2 separate regions of the Mus musculus genome follow, and region 1 is linked to region 2. A link is a contact called in public Hi-C data. All regions are on one chromosome and are shown on one strand. Each heading gives the region's core, a stretch centred on a gene start, on an enhancer-like site or on the middle of the called end of the contact. The rest is flanking DNA. Distances are from core to core; before and after follow the strand shown.

The links. A called contact is a pair of places that touch in the nucleus more often than the background predicts.
Region 1: a contact with region 2 is called in a Hi-C map of double positive thymocytes, with 3 times the contacts expected there. The contact joins two enhancer-like sites. A contact is called at or near these places in 5 of 484 Hi-C or Micro-C datasets (B cells, DN3 thymocytes, Sertoli cells and 2 more) and 4 of 115 datasets of contacts at active chromatin or transcription factors (the 230-238 cell line, double positive thymocytes, memory CD8 T cells and 1 more).

Annotation. Positions count from the first base shown.
Region 1 is chr7:67,498,832-67,505,784 of GRCm38.p6, forward strand. No RefSeq gene overlaps it. Among named protein-coding and RNA genes, the nearest start is that of Gm34079, 18 kb to the right of the region's middle. Within about 2 kb of position 4,335, at least 44 of the 459 cell types and tissues checked have an H3K27ac peak or open chromatin away from gene starts, as enhancers often do. A contact at or near this core is called in double positive thymocytes and memory CD8 T cells, where this site is marked.
Region 2 is chr7:67,417,977-67,425,052 of GRCm38.p6, forward strand. It overlaps Gm51462 (a long non-coding RNA gene), which reads left to right and starts at 1,183. Exons shown (of 2, transcript XR_003946700.1): 1 at 1,183-1,259; 2 at 1,335-1,523. Within about 2 kb of position 4,070, at least 35 of the 459 cell types and tissues checked have an H3K27ac peak or open chromatin away from gene starts, as enhancers often do. A contact at or near this core is called in double positive thymocytes and memory CD8 T cells, where this site is marked.

The DNA.
Region 1 (6,953 bases), core at 3,085-5,584, 81 kb after region 2:
TCTGACATCCTCATCTGGCCTCCGCACATGAGCCTGACCCACAAGGATGCTTATGCTACACACACACACACACACACACACACACACACACACACAGAGACACCCCCCCCCCCCAAGTATTGAACAAATGGGCCTTGCTTCTTCTTTAAGTGACCTCATCACCAAAGCGATCGTGTTGTGGTTTGGAAACAGCAGCATTTCCTGGCCAGGCTCAGCCCAAAGTCAGCAAGTGCTGGTGGGCTCTGGACCAGTGGCAGCCCAGAGCTTGGAGAGCCAGGTGCAACCCTTACTCTGAGGGCTTTATCTCAGCAAGGCACATGAAATCATAGTGTGTAGGATATGACATGATATGTGTGTGTATATATGTATATATGTGTGTGTGTGTATGTATATATGTGTGTGTATATATATATATGTGTGTGTGTGTATGTGTGTATATATATATGTGTGTGTGTATGTATATATGTGTGTGTATATATATATGTGTGTGTGTGTGTGTGTATGTGTGTGTATATATACATGTATATGTATGTATATATGTGTGTATACATATATATGATATAATCATATACAATACTATATTTATAGCACACACACACACACACTGTTATAAAAATAGAGGCCTAAGCATAATCAATGAGCGAGGCCGAGTCTGACCAAGCACTGCAGCTGGCGGTGAGTACAGTCTTAACAACTCACACTTTTACCCTCTGCAAGTTCTTTGCAGGGCCGCTGAGGGCGGAGGCCTGTCTGCACAAGGAGATAGGGTACAATGTCTGACCTTGTTTGGGCTTAAAGGCCTCCAAGTAACTTGTCCCAGCACTTAGAGGTGCATCAAAGCCAAATGTCTCCAAAAACTGGGCCTTGAGCCACCAGGAGAGGAGAAGAGGCCATGGACTTGGCAGGAGCCATGTCATCTGAGTGGAGGTTGGAACCAGGCCCTGGGGAGTGAAATCGCTCTGAGGAGAGGACAAAGGCTTCCCTATAGCATCCTGCATCCCGACCTCACTCAGCTGTATAGCTATGAAGGCATACGCTGTGCTAAGCCCTGTAGAGTAAGGGATGGGCGGGGAGGAGAACTCGGGGCTGATGAATGGAGAGTTTGGGTATATTCTATTATCCCTATTCTGGGAGCACCTCCTTGTCCTCCACATTTAGAAGATGAGGACATGAGGTGTAAACAGACTGAGGGTCTCAGTGTAGACACACCTTTTCTAAATATAAACTTGCGACATCTCCAGACTAAGGGTGCATCTGGAGTCTGAGGAACATGAGGGTGGCAGTGTGTGGAATTGGAGAGTGGCACCTCCAGAGTTGGCCTCTCACGGCTCAAAAGATAGCTCAGCCTCCCTTCTGCATTGCCCACCATTCTCCAGTTTCAGAGGACGTCAGAGGAGCCCTTGAGAACTTGAGTTCAGGGCCAAAGGGAAGGCAGACCCAGGCAGTGTGGCACAGAGGCAAGTACCCGAGTCTCAGAGGAAGCAGAGCTTGCAGCAACTCAGAGCCTGCTAGCCTAACCCCAGGCTGTGCTGAAAGAAATCTCTCCTTTGATTACAAAGAGAAATGGGACCTTAACGTAGCTGTTACTTAATAACTTCGGGTTTCCAAGGTAGATAAAAATCTCCAGCATGTTTAGCCCTGGGGTGTAGACATCAAAGGACACTGGTGGAGCCCTTGGGTGGCCACCTGATCCTACCTCCTCCTCCGGAGTCATCTGTGGTCTGTGGCTAGAAGCACCCTGCTCTGGGCCTCCCCACATCTGTCCTTATGCCACCAGAGGTACAGCTGGGGTGGCCAAAGGCAGCGAGTCTGTGTGGGATGTGCTTCCACACGCACCTGCAGACTTGTTGGCCCTGCTGTTGAAAGATGCATGAACCGCTACCCCCATCCCCTGGCGAGCACACAGACAGTATGGCTGACAGGAACCAGAGGGCCAGCTCAAGTCTGTCTATGCTTCATTCACCCATGCCTGGTGCATCCAACCACGTTGGGCTGTCACTATCCCCACAGGGCTACCTGGAGGCACACACAGCTTCCTGAGAGCAGTGTGCATCCCTGAGCTGGTATGGGGCTACAGAAAGGGCATCGAGACGCTACCAAGAGCAGCTCCAAGTTCAGGTGTCTGCTTTGAGTCTGTGGAGAAGTGAGGCCTACTCTCTAGAGAAACTCCTCTTTGCCTCTTTCACATCCGACGAACTATGTCTGGTTTTCATCAGGAGGATCCTTTATTTCTAAGGCATTAAGAACATCTGGCATTAATAATCCCAGCACACTGAAACCACAGGGCAGCAGCAGCAGCAGCTGGGGAGTCCCAGAACCTGAGAAGGCCCCGTGGGGACACCTGGGAAGTTGACCACAGCTTCCAGAGGAAGGGCCCAAATTCCCTCCACAAACTTCTGGCCCATAGACAGCTGTGGCATGAAGGCAGCTTTTTAGAAAATGTGCAGCGATTTTAGGATCCGGGATTATTTTCATAAGTAAGAAGATACGGAAGCCACATCATTCCACATTCGCAAGAGTCGCTTCAAGCCAGGGATGCTACACTTCCTTATTTCCCAGGAATGAGCTTAGATGTCCTGAGCCCTATAAGCATATGGCCCTCAATTTCTTCAACCACAACCCACCTAAGGGTGCTTCGGGTGGGCATGGTGGTATTTGGTAGACAATGGAGATTAAGACTTCAGGAAAACCTTCTCCAGAAGGAGTCATGTCCACCCCCTTGCCCTGTGAGCCAGGGACATAGACTGTAAGAGTATACATGTTTAATGTCCTTGGTGGCCATGCGCTAAAGGCTTGGTCCCCAGAGTAGGGCTTTGGCGAGATAGTAGAACCTTTAAGAAGTAGGGCAGAAGAGGAGGTCCTTAGGTCACTGGGGACATGCCCTTGGAGAGGACTCCGGGCCAACAGCTTCTTCCTATTCTCATGATTCCTGTCCATGAGGTGGGAAGCTTCGTTCCATCATATGTTCCCACCATAGTGCGCTGCCTCACCACATGGCCAAAGCAACAGAGACAGCCAATCAGGCTGCAACCATCAACACTGTGAACAAAAACAACCCTTTCCCCCCTTCATAAGTAGGTTATTCAAGGTGTTTTGTTATAGTACCAGAGAGCTTACTACCATACTGTGGAGTCATGAGAGTGTAGGGGCTAGATGCCAAGGTCTCTACTTTGACTTTCTTTCTCGTTTCCTCGCTCATCCATACATGTCTGATCTTTTTGAGCTATCCAAAAGTGAGGTTTTCTTGTGGGTAGCCCTGTCCCCAAGGTCCTGTATCTTGGGTAATCTCTTGAATTCCCACAAGCCTCTACTATATTTGGCACACAGTGTTGGCAGGTCTAGCCTGTGGTTGGATATCCTCACTGCCCCTGACTCTGCAGATTTCTCTAACTTTTAAAAAATCATTTTCTTTAATGTGTATGGGTGTTTTACCTCTGTGTGTATATGTGACTCACTCACATGACCTGTCCATAGAAACCAGAAGAGGGGGTCGGATTCTGTGAACGGGGGTTGAGAGTTGAGAGTTGCTATGTGGGTGCTGGGACTCAAACCTCGGTCCTTTGCCAGAGCAATCGGTGCCCTTAACGGCTGAACCATCTCTCTAGCCCAGACTTGGTCCATTTCTTACCATGTCTGGTCATACTTGTCTTCCCTCAGTCCCAGGACACACCCAGCATCTGCTTACCTCAGAGCTGCCCACCACACAGTTCTGTCTGGAGCATTCCTCCCTGGCCGTTTCCTGTCTGACGGCTTTGCATCCTTCAGACTCTCTGGCCACATCTGCCTCCCTCACCTCCTCCTTCTTGGGAACTTGTATTCACGTGGTCCGTTTTTGTTACAGTCAGTCTGTTTTTCCCTTGGGGATGGGCCCCAGTTCAGTACAGCCCACTCCAGTCCCAGAGTAAATGAGTAAAATTTAACCTTGAATCTCTTGCAATCAGGCTGTGAAATTTTAGCTTCAACTCCTCCATGTTCTTTGTCTAATGTGGGTGCAAGTATCTGTTCCCACAACACTCTCTCAGGACTGCTAAGGAGGGATGGCATTCCGGTGTACACAGCTCAGCTTGCTGGCTCAAGCCATGGAAGCATTGGCTTCCTTCTAGCATTGGGACTTCATTATTACAGACTGGCCTTCCAAGGTGTGCCCTGCCTCACACTTGTGCCCGGCAGGAAGAAGAGGCTGAGACCCTAGAAAGGAGTGGGTGGGGGCTGGTTTTGGTGACACCTCCTAGGGGCTCTGTTCCATCGACTCCCCCCACCAGCCTGGCCCCATCCGTGGGTCTCTCCACAAAGCCCACCAAGGCACGCTCTGTCTCCCCTTGGCTTTGAGGCAAGTCATCTTTTCACACTGCTGGTGTCTGTTGTAAGATCTCCCCACTTCCCTTGCTGCTCTCTGCTCCCTGATACACTGCCAATCTGTAAACGTTGTTTTGGTTTTTTTCCTTTGTTGTTTTGATGCTGTAAAGTCTGCCTTGTTAACACCAGGTGCTGAAAAATGAAAACTTATCTTATCCATCAGCATCATCAAAGCAAGGTGGGGTAGGATGGTTTCAACTAGTCCTGAGTGTCCCAAGGGCATCTGGCCTCTCATCAATTGCCCTCTCCCCGAGGGGCACAACACTATACACGAAAGCCCTGTGCAGCTGCCCTGCCTCAGCTCTGCTCAGTGAGGTCTCACAAGATGTGCTCGAGAGCTGGCACTTCTCTGCCGAGGGTGTACCTTCTGTTTCCTGCCATTTGACTGTGAGGTTCTAAGAATAGGATTTTTTTCTGGCAGCAGAGTTTTAACCACCTAGAAAGCTTCATTAAGCGTTCCCACTGCATTTTTTTAATTGAATTAGTAGCAAGAGAGTATTTTTAGGACCAAGGTGATTATTTCATGTAACAGATACATGTCTGGATATTCTTAAACCTCTATATAGGCCAGAACAGCTAGAGAGCAGGCTCCCTGAGTCTGAGAGTACAGTGGCTTGCTTCTTAGACTCGACATCAGCATGACAGCTAGTTATTCATTCATTCATTATTTATGCCCTCAATTTTTTTTTCCCTAAGCAGAGCAGGGAGGAATCTTTAAATGAACATGTAGCTGAGTCTGGCTTCAACTCCTGATAATGAACATGTATTAGAGTCCTCAACTCTGGATAATGAACATGGATCAGAATCTTCATCTCTACCTCCGAGTGCAGATATCCAGGCGTTCACCTGAGTACAAACCTTTAGGAAAGACTTTTTGTTTTGTTTTGTTTTGTTTTGTTTTGTTTTGTTTTGTTTTGTTTTGTTCTTATAGTGTTGTACAGAGTGGTGAGTCCTAGGTGGTTTTAAGTTTCCTTTTCGTTGCTGGTCTGAGTGTGACTTCTTCCCAGACTTCAGCTGCATTTGGGGTGTGTGTGTGTGTGTGTGTGTGTGTGTGTTTCAGAGGAGCCAGGATATCATTGGGTGGAGAATTTTTGTATAAGTACAAATAGCATCAGACAATCTTGCTAGGAAGGAGCAGCAGGTTCGGAAAGCAAGCAGCCTCACAGTCAAAGCTTGGGAGTGAGCATTGTCTTGTCAGCTACAGTGGCCATTTGAAGCTGAGGTACTGGACGGCATGTTCTCAAAAAGGCTCTAGTGAAGACCACCACATGAAACATTCCATGTAAAACTCTTGGGTTTTTCTGGAAGGGCCTTTCTGTACAAGAGGGACGAGAATTATGTCACATGTCAATATTGCTAATGAGAACAATGCAGTGCGCACTCTGGCCTCAGTTCCAGGTCAATGCTCTCCAACTGTTGACCGGCAACGCTGGCCTTGCCCAGCAGAAGCAGAGGACAGATCTATGGAGATGGTCTGCATTTGCATGTGGCAGGCTTGGCAAAGTGACTCAAGAGGGATCCTGAAAGGAACCCAAGGGTGAGGTGGGGCGGGGTGGGTGGGGTGGGATGAGTTCTATTTGTGGAATGTTCCACCTCCTCTGAGATAGGTTTGCCAATTGAGACACATCAGTGAGATTCCCCGCAGAGATAAGGGACTGGGCAAGAGTGGCCCAGAGGAAGGTGGCATGTGAAGACAACTCCGGAAGGTGGCCACAGGCACATGTGGAAGTCAAGTTATTTCTTGCTCTCTTTTGATATTGGTTGTATCAGATGACTCTGTCCTTTAATCTCATGTTTCTATGCTTGTCTTCAGAGTTTCAGTATTTCTTATGACTCTTCTTCTGCCAAATATGGCAAACCCAGGGGATTTCTGTAGAGGGCCATGCATCGTCTCCTCTGAAGTAGCGTACAGTACCTTGATTCTGGGCTTGCCTTATTGGGCTGTCAAATCACCATCATCCACTTAGCTTAGCTTCCTATAGAGTAAGCTGAGGGCAGTTCACGTACGGTCTAGACACTGGACCCTAACCTTGTTCACAGCACCAATGTCATCACCGTCACGAGCCTGGATAGTCCAGGGCAATCTCAGCTGCTGGCAGGAGTGCCCAGCGCCCAGGACAGCAAAGAGCCAGCACTGAATCCCTGGGCTCTGGCTTGGTGGTGTTGGAGGTCCCAGCTCACCACAGTTCTTTCCTTATGACTAGATTCTCTTCCACTGAGCACAGGGTATAACATTAATACGAAAGACAGCGAGGAGACATGGACACTGGGAAGCCCACACTCAGTTTTAAGGCTTGCGCTAAGCGGTGGTAGTTCTGTCTCCCAGGCCTCCACACCTTCCTCTCCTCCTTCCAATCTCTTCACACTTGCTTGTCTGCAGAGCTCCTGGGCCACCGAGGTTCCAAAAGGATGGGATGCTCTGCTCTTCTGCAGCCTCCCCACCCCCACCCCAGCCTCCTGCTGCTGTCCCGATGTTGGTGCCATTTTTCTCCTTGGCATTAACACAACTCTTCTCCGAAGCTGTTTGCCTCAACTCTCACTAGATCCCACCTCCCATTTCTCAGAGACCCTGTTTTGGCCATGCTTCAGATGCAAAC
Region 2 (7,076 bases), core at 2,820-5,319:
TTCCTAAGTTCGGCGGGTCCCGGACCAAGATGGCGACCGCTGCTGCTGTGGCTTCTGTTTCAGTCTTCTGTGGTGCCCTGATTTGTAGGCAACTGGTCGACCCACTTGTTAGCCAGTAGATCAGATGCCTGGATCCTGTGGCCCCTGAGTGAGTGAGCTGAGCCAACTTTGGGGATTTGACTGTTTAAGGTTGCTGTGTGTCGATGCAGGAACTTCCCACAGTTTCCCTGTCTTTCCATTCATTAAAGTGAAGCTTGCAACTGAACATTCTGACATACGTAGCTGAGATTTTTGGCAGCAGTACTAACCATACTCAAGAGTTTCCTCAGACTATGTTAAATTTTCATATCCTCAGGAATGCTTGCCACCTTTCTTTAATAACCTGAGCAAACACCGCTCTCAGGACTTCATTGTTTCCCATTGCACATAAGCGCCTTTTAAAAGTATGTTGGGTGTGTGTATTTATAGAATCCGGATGTATATAGGTGGGTTAGAATTTCACATCTTACAAAAACCAGTCATCTGAATGGACCTTATTGAAAAGTTGGTGAACCTTATAGAAAAGTTGGTGAAAATTGTGTGTGTGTGTGTATGTGTGTGTGTGTGTTACATAAGACCATATTTTTCTCTCCCCTTAAACTATTTGGCCATTTTACCACAAAATTATATATTTTCAAAAAGCATATATTCATGAGCTCTCACCCTTGGGGTCTGATAATAGATTTTTTTTCATTCTTTAAGTCAATAAAGAACAGAAGAGTTTAAATGGAAAGATGTCAAGATGGAGGTTCCTCTCTTCCTCCATAGTGGAAAACAGAGTCTTACTATCTGCCTTTATTTAAAGTGAAAATTAGTTGGTTTGCCTTTCTGGTTAGTTTGTTTTGTTTTTTAAATTGCTCTAAGACTCATTTTCATAATTATGCGAAGCAAAAAGTGCCAATGGCGGCGGACAGTCAGAAGGAATCCATGCTTGTTGAGCGCCCACACAATGGGAAGCTTGTATGCTTCTTGGATGGCCAGTGGTCCAGTAAGTTCTTCCTTTCAAATGTGGTGGTTGTGGCCTGAATGACAGTGACTGGCAGCAGTTGCTGTTCTCTCAGACTTCCATAAACATTACATAACGTAACACAATGTGCCTAGCTGGAACCTTAACCCAGTTTGTGACGTTTCAGAACCCAAGAAGCCCTACTCAAAGTTGGTGATTGCACTGTGGCTGCAGTACCGTACCCCTCGCCAACTACTCGGGCAAATACACAGAGGTAGGTAGGCTGAGGTCAGTGTAGCAATGGTATTGCATTTCAAATCGACACTTTACAGCCTCTACTTCTGAATAGGGGGAAGAAATGCTTGAAGAATTTACAAACTCAGCTCAGCTGATGCAGCTAAATGGGACTCAAATTCCTGCTTCCCCGGCTCCGTGGTTGACAGAATAGCCGACTGCATGAGCTTGCATTTGTCACCTGAGTCTTTTGGACTCATCACGTCTCATGTCTCTGGGTAAATTAAAATTAAATGTGATGATTTCCATTGACTTCTTCCTAAACACGTGTGGCACTAAAGAGAGGCGGGGGGGGGGGGGCGGGGGGAAACTCCCAGATGGGATTTTGGAATCTGATTTCTTCAGCCAGTGATTTTTATAAATGTACCAGGCCCGACTTGCTTGCAGATCCAGATGCTAAAATTGTATTGCAGCCGTTTGGGCAGCTTCTGAGGAAGTGGGGCTGCTTCCTGTGTGCATTTGTCAAGGTGTCTGTGGCTTTAGTTCTTCCACACACCGAGGCACACCTGGCCAGAGTGGGTGCCTCCGTTGGGTCAAGTCCAGTCAGGTTAGCAGGCAGAGATCACAGAGCCCAGAGAGCGGGAACATGTGGGCACCTTGGTTTCCTAGATTAAAAAAAAAAAAACCAAAAACCCCAAAAAAACAGACGTGAGAAGTGTCAACTAGCAGCCAAGGCACCCACGACTCAGGAGGTTGGTGGGCAAAAGGATGTGTTTTAAACGAACCAAAGAAGTGTAAGGATAGAAAGACTGAGAGAGAAGCAGCCGAGGGAGGAAACCATAGTTGTGCAGGGACGATCAAACCCAATTACCCAGGACAGCAATGCCATCCTCGGTTTAGCCAGGTTGTTCCTGTTCATGGCTGAGGGTTGGAAGGAAAGCTTAACTAAACAAATCATAGCTAAAATAAGAGAAACCATCGCTTCATGCAGCCAAGCCACGAGGGAGACAGGTTGGCACCATCCACTGGGACAATGGAGCCCACAGAAGCCGAGAGCAACGCCTTTCCTGGACGGTCCTTCCCCCTTCTCCGCTCCCACCTGGGCCTCTCTTTGAGTGTGGGTTTCATTGTCTCAGACCACTCCATGCCCCATGTGGTAGCACTGTAGTTTCCAGATTAGAGTAGAACCCTCTTCCCCTCCTTAACTACCCCAGGCACCAACATTTCCAAAAGTCCAGGCAGGTGGAGATAAAGTGATGAACCTCTTAAACCAACCCCTGTAGCCCGGGATAGATGAAAGGTTCTGTGATTGGTCCATATGTGGGATGTGCCCACCTCCTGGCCAATCACTTTGTCCAAAAGGCAGGTAAGGTTTTGATGAGTCCACCTTTACTTATCAATGCAGGGAGAGCATTGAGAGTGTATGTTTTTCACAGGGTCCAGTGCATTTTGGGGTCCCAGGTACATGAAACAAGTGGAGGTCTGGCTTCCTGTCCATACACAGTCACCATAGTCGGACAGTTGCTTCATCTATTAAGACTCAACTGGGAGCAGACAGGCTGTCTTTGTTGGCATCAGAATCTCAAAGGGTAGTTACTGTTTCATGAAGCATATTAAATATACATAATTTGTTTGGCTTTGAATCATAGTATTTAATTCCATTAGAAATTTCAAATAATATTAAGCAAGGATGCAAAATAGTTGCTTTTTTTTTTTAATGTGGATGGATTAAAGATGTTGAGACACAGCATTTAAGGGAAAAATTCTCCAACTCCTTTGTCAGCAGGAGAATCCTTTCCAATTTGGACAGTTTGTCTTGCTCTCTTCAGGTGTCTCTGGGACGCATGGAAGAAACTGAGCGGAGTGTCCAGGCCCATTCAGAGAGAGACAGGAAGGGGGTGGGGGGAGGAGGAGAAAGGGAGAGAGAGGTCAGAGTTCCTGTACTGAGGCTCTGCCATGTATCAGGTGCATTGTGTGACCCCATTACATCTTTTCTGGCAGCTCAGAGAAGGGCAACCACGTGGGCTATTTGTCACAGGTGCACAAGTCTTAAGATGAGTGTTTTGGCAACTTGCTTAGTCTCTCAGTCTGCCACGTGGCTAACAGTGACTCTTGTCTGCACCAGTGTGGAGAGGGTTGAGGAGACAGTGTCTGCAAGCTGAGAGCGAGGAAGACACTGCTCTCCTTTCTGAAACCCTGTGTTAGGATACAGGAGCAGTCTTTAAACCCAGCATCTGCTAGGGTTTGGTCCTGATGGAGCTTTAAAAACAGCCAGCCTATTTCCACTTCCTGCTTAAGGCTGCAGAAAATGGTGGGGGTGAGCCGAGGACTGAGTGGCCACAGGCAACTCACGATGGCCAGAGCCACTTCACCCTCCCCATGAAATGGAGGTGAGAACATGAACCTGCCGGGGTTTTGCTGAGGGACAGGGGAACAACCACTCCAGGTTTCTGACATAGTGCCTAACGGGCACTGGAGATGTGCGGGATCCGTGTAGCTAGTGTTACAAAGGGAGCCGAAACAGCTGCCAACTTATTTTTATTTATTTATTTATTTATTTTTACCCTGAGCTTGTAGGCCTCGCTTTGCTCAGCTTACTGGATGGCAGCCAAGCTAAATTAACACTCTTATCTTCTGGCCCCTGCAGCTGGCAGCCTCTCTGCAGGTCCTTCCAACATTCTCTTTAGGCTCAGCCATGAGTTGCCGGGAAGCCATCCCAAGCCATCCAAGCCTGCTTCTGCCCTGCACTCCTTCATCTACACACAGGCAAGACTTCCTGGGCTCTGCTCTAGGGCCAAATGAGGTCATGCTTTTACACAGGAAAAGGAAGGTCACTGGGGTGGCCTAGCCCCTGACATAGTGGAAACCCGGCACAGATCATCAAGACGTTACCGGGTTTTGTCAGTGTGAACTCAGCTAGGTGCTTTATGTTGTTAGGCAATCTAAGTCATGCCAGGGGATTCTGCCCCAGGGTTTTCTTAGACAACTTTCTGAAATTCTAAAGGTTCCGACAACCTCCTAAGAACGAGATTAAAATGCCAGTTCTACCCGAGGAGCCCTGGAATGAGGCAGAGACCCAAAAGTTCTACTAAGGTTGTAGGTGACACTCCTCAGCGAGCTGCCAACCTCTCTCTTACCACGGAGCTGGGCTCTGAGACACCATCTCTCATGCATTAATCATGGCTCTTGTCACATGTCATGTTGTTGTTGTTGTTGTACTGTCTTGTTTTATTGAGACAGGATCTCACATAGCTCACGTGGGCCTTGAACACACTATATGGCCCAGGCTAGCTTCTAACACAAGATCCTCCTATCTTCAGCCTTCCAAATGCTGAGATGACAAGAATATAACAGCATGTCCCACTTGTGTGAGTGCAGGCGCGTACACACACACACACATACACACACACACACACACGTGCATGCAGGTGCTAGTAGATGTGTGTAGAGGCCATAGGTTGATATAGGTGTCTTCCTCTACCATGCCTCTCCTTGTTTTTGTTGTTGTTGTTTGTTTGTTTTGTTTTTTTTTTTGTTTTTGTTTTGACAGTCTCTTGCTGAACTTGCTGCGCCCTGATTGGCTGGATAGACTGACCAGTAAGCTGTGGAGATCTACCTGTCTCCAACCATAGTCCTGCCCCAACCCTCCCTAACACCTTGATTCTGGCTGCCCAGTGCTGGGATTACAGGTGTTCCCAGCCACATCTGGTTTCTTTTATATGGGTCCTGAAGATTCAAACTCAGTCCCCATGCCTGTCCGGCAAAGCACTTTGTCCACAGAGCCAGCCCTATAGTTCCTTGTTTAGCTTTCACTTACCTTAAAGTTTACTTTCCAAAAATGTGTATAATTTCCTTCCAAATGACCTGCCTTTAACTCAGATGTGTGTATATTGCCATGAAATCACAATGGTAATGGGTGCTTTCTGTTTTATTGCACCTTAAGCATTTAAATGGAAAACATAGATTGTGATCATCCTTGTCTAGCACTCCTGTGGTATCCTCTTAGGCTGAGATATATCACCTGCGAGGGGCTTGGGGGAACTCCGTAGCCTGGACCACCCCCACCTTGTTTTTTAAACTCTGTAACTTCAGCAGCTGCTTTAGCCCCATGAGTGCCTGAGATCATGAGAAAGGACGGGATGGTTTTGGACACTGTGTTAATTTCAGCAAAGAGCACCTTCTCTCACCCAGCAGGCTGCTCAGGAACTGAATATCTCATCCCAGGCCAGAACACCAAAGGACTCGCCTTCAAAGCTATATCCAAATGACTTTGGGGGTGGGGTGGGGTTGTGGTCACCATTTTGTGAAAGACCTTTCAGTGATTAGAGACTAGAAAGAAAGAGAGAGAGGGAAAAAAAATCTAAATTCCCCGTCGACTCCAAGGTGCTTGTTTACAAAGTAAAACATCCCTGGTGAATCATTTCATTTATAATTAAATCTAATAATAAGCCATTGTGGCTAAATTAATTTTGAGCTAATTACATGGGAACTCCATGTCCCGTATAGCTCCTGAAGTAAAGAGTTGGGTGTCAGGTAGTGTGTTGAATGGAGGCCAAAGCCTCCAGGGACAATTCTAGAAGGCACACGAATAAAGTGCTATATTATGTTAGGAGACTGATGATCAACACCCCTGGAGACCAGAGACACTTGCATGATGGCTTTGGGGTACTCTGGAGACTGAGTGGGGTGGCTTTCTCTGCATATACCAACCTCTAAATAGTCCAGGCAAGGTCCTGCCTGAACCTCACTGGTGCTGATGATACCGAAGAGGAAGCTACATTCTGGTCACCTGTGTTTCTGAATGGCCCCTTGGTACTATGAACAACGGATGTGCCTGGGAATCTTCACAAGTAGGATCCCATTTCATCCCCCAGCAGAATCTTCACAGACATCACAAGTGTAAGAAAGCTCAGAGCTGGGATTTCCACCTCTGCTCAGTGAGGGGCTGTGCTGTCCCTCCCGCCCCTGAAATGCTGACCGTGAAGAACTGCCCCATCCAGGTGCTCCAGTGGGCATCTCTGGTTCCTCTGAGTGTGTCTTTCCTTGAGTTCCTGATTTAGTTTTAGTTCTCCAATTGGCTGATACTGACCCTTCACATTTGAATGTGAGTGGTTCTAGGGATTACCTGAGCTCTCTCGCCACTCTGAGGAGGTGAGAACGAGGGTGGCCAAGGCAACTATTAATGTGGAAACCTCAAGAAAGGGAATCTGAGGACATGGACCAAACCTACTGGGATGACTTTATCCTTGGAAGACAGGCCGCCTCTCTCTTCTGTTCTCTCCTAGCTGTTTGTCCTTGATCTGGTAGCTACATTCCTGCCTTTGATGTAGTTGTGTAGTGAAGCATCCTCCCTGTTCATCTATGAGTTTCTTTTGTGTTGTGTTTATGATTTATTCAACTTGATGTAGGGTGATTGTGTCCAGTAAAAGACCCACAGCTAGTGTGCCATGAAGGGACAAACAGAAACATCCCATTATCTGGAATTGAGGCTCTAAAAGTATATGCCTTACCCATTCCCCAAACCAGCGTCTACCTGGGGTGGGGGGTGTTTTCAACTGCTCTAGGCTAGAATACTTTCTTGGTTATGTGGCTGGTTTGGATTATTAAAATGACCTTTGAAAGAATTCACAGAGCAGGTCCTCTTCAGGGTTCAGAAGTGATCTGTTTGAATCGGAGTTTTCTCTTCCTGAGTTTAATTTTTCAGAACAAAGAGATTATGACAATGATACAGCCTCTGTGTTTCCTGTTGGCTTGTGACACTGTGGCCTCCTGAATATCTTGGCCTTTCCAAGTGGCATGGGCTGTGTCTGAGGCAATAACTGGTCACTGAGTGTGGAGCGTTTGGAATCCTGGGAAA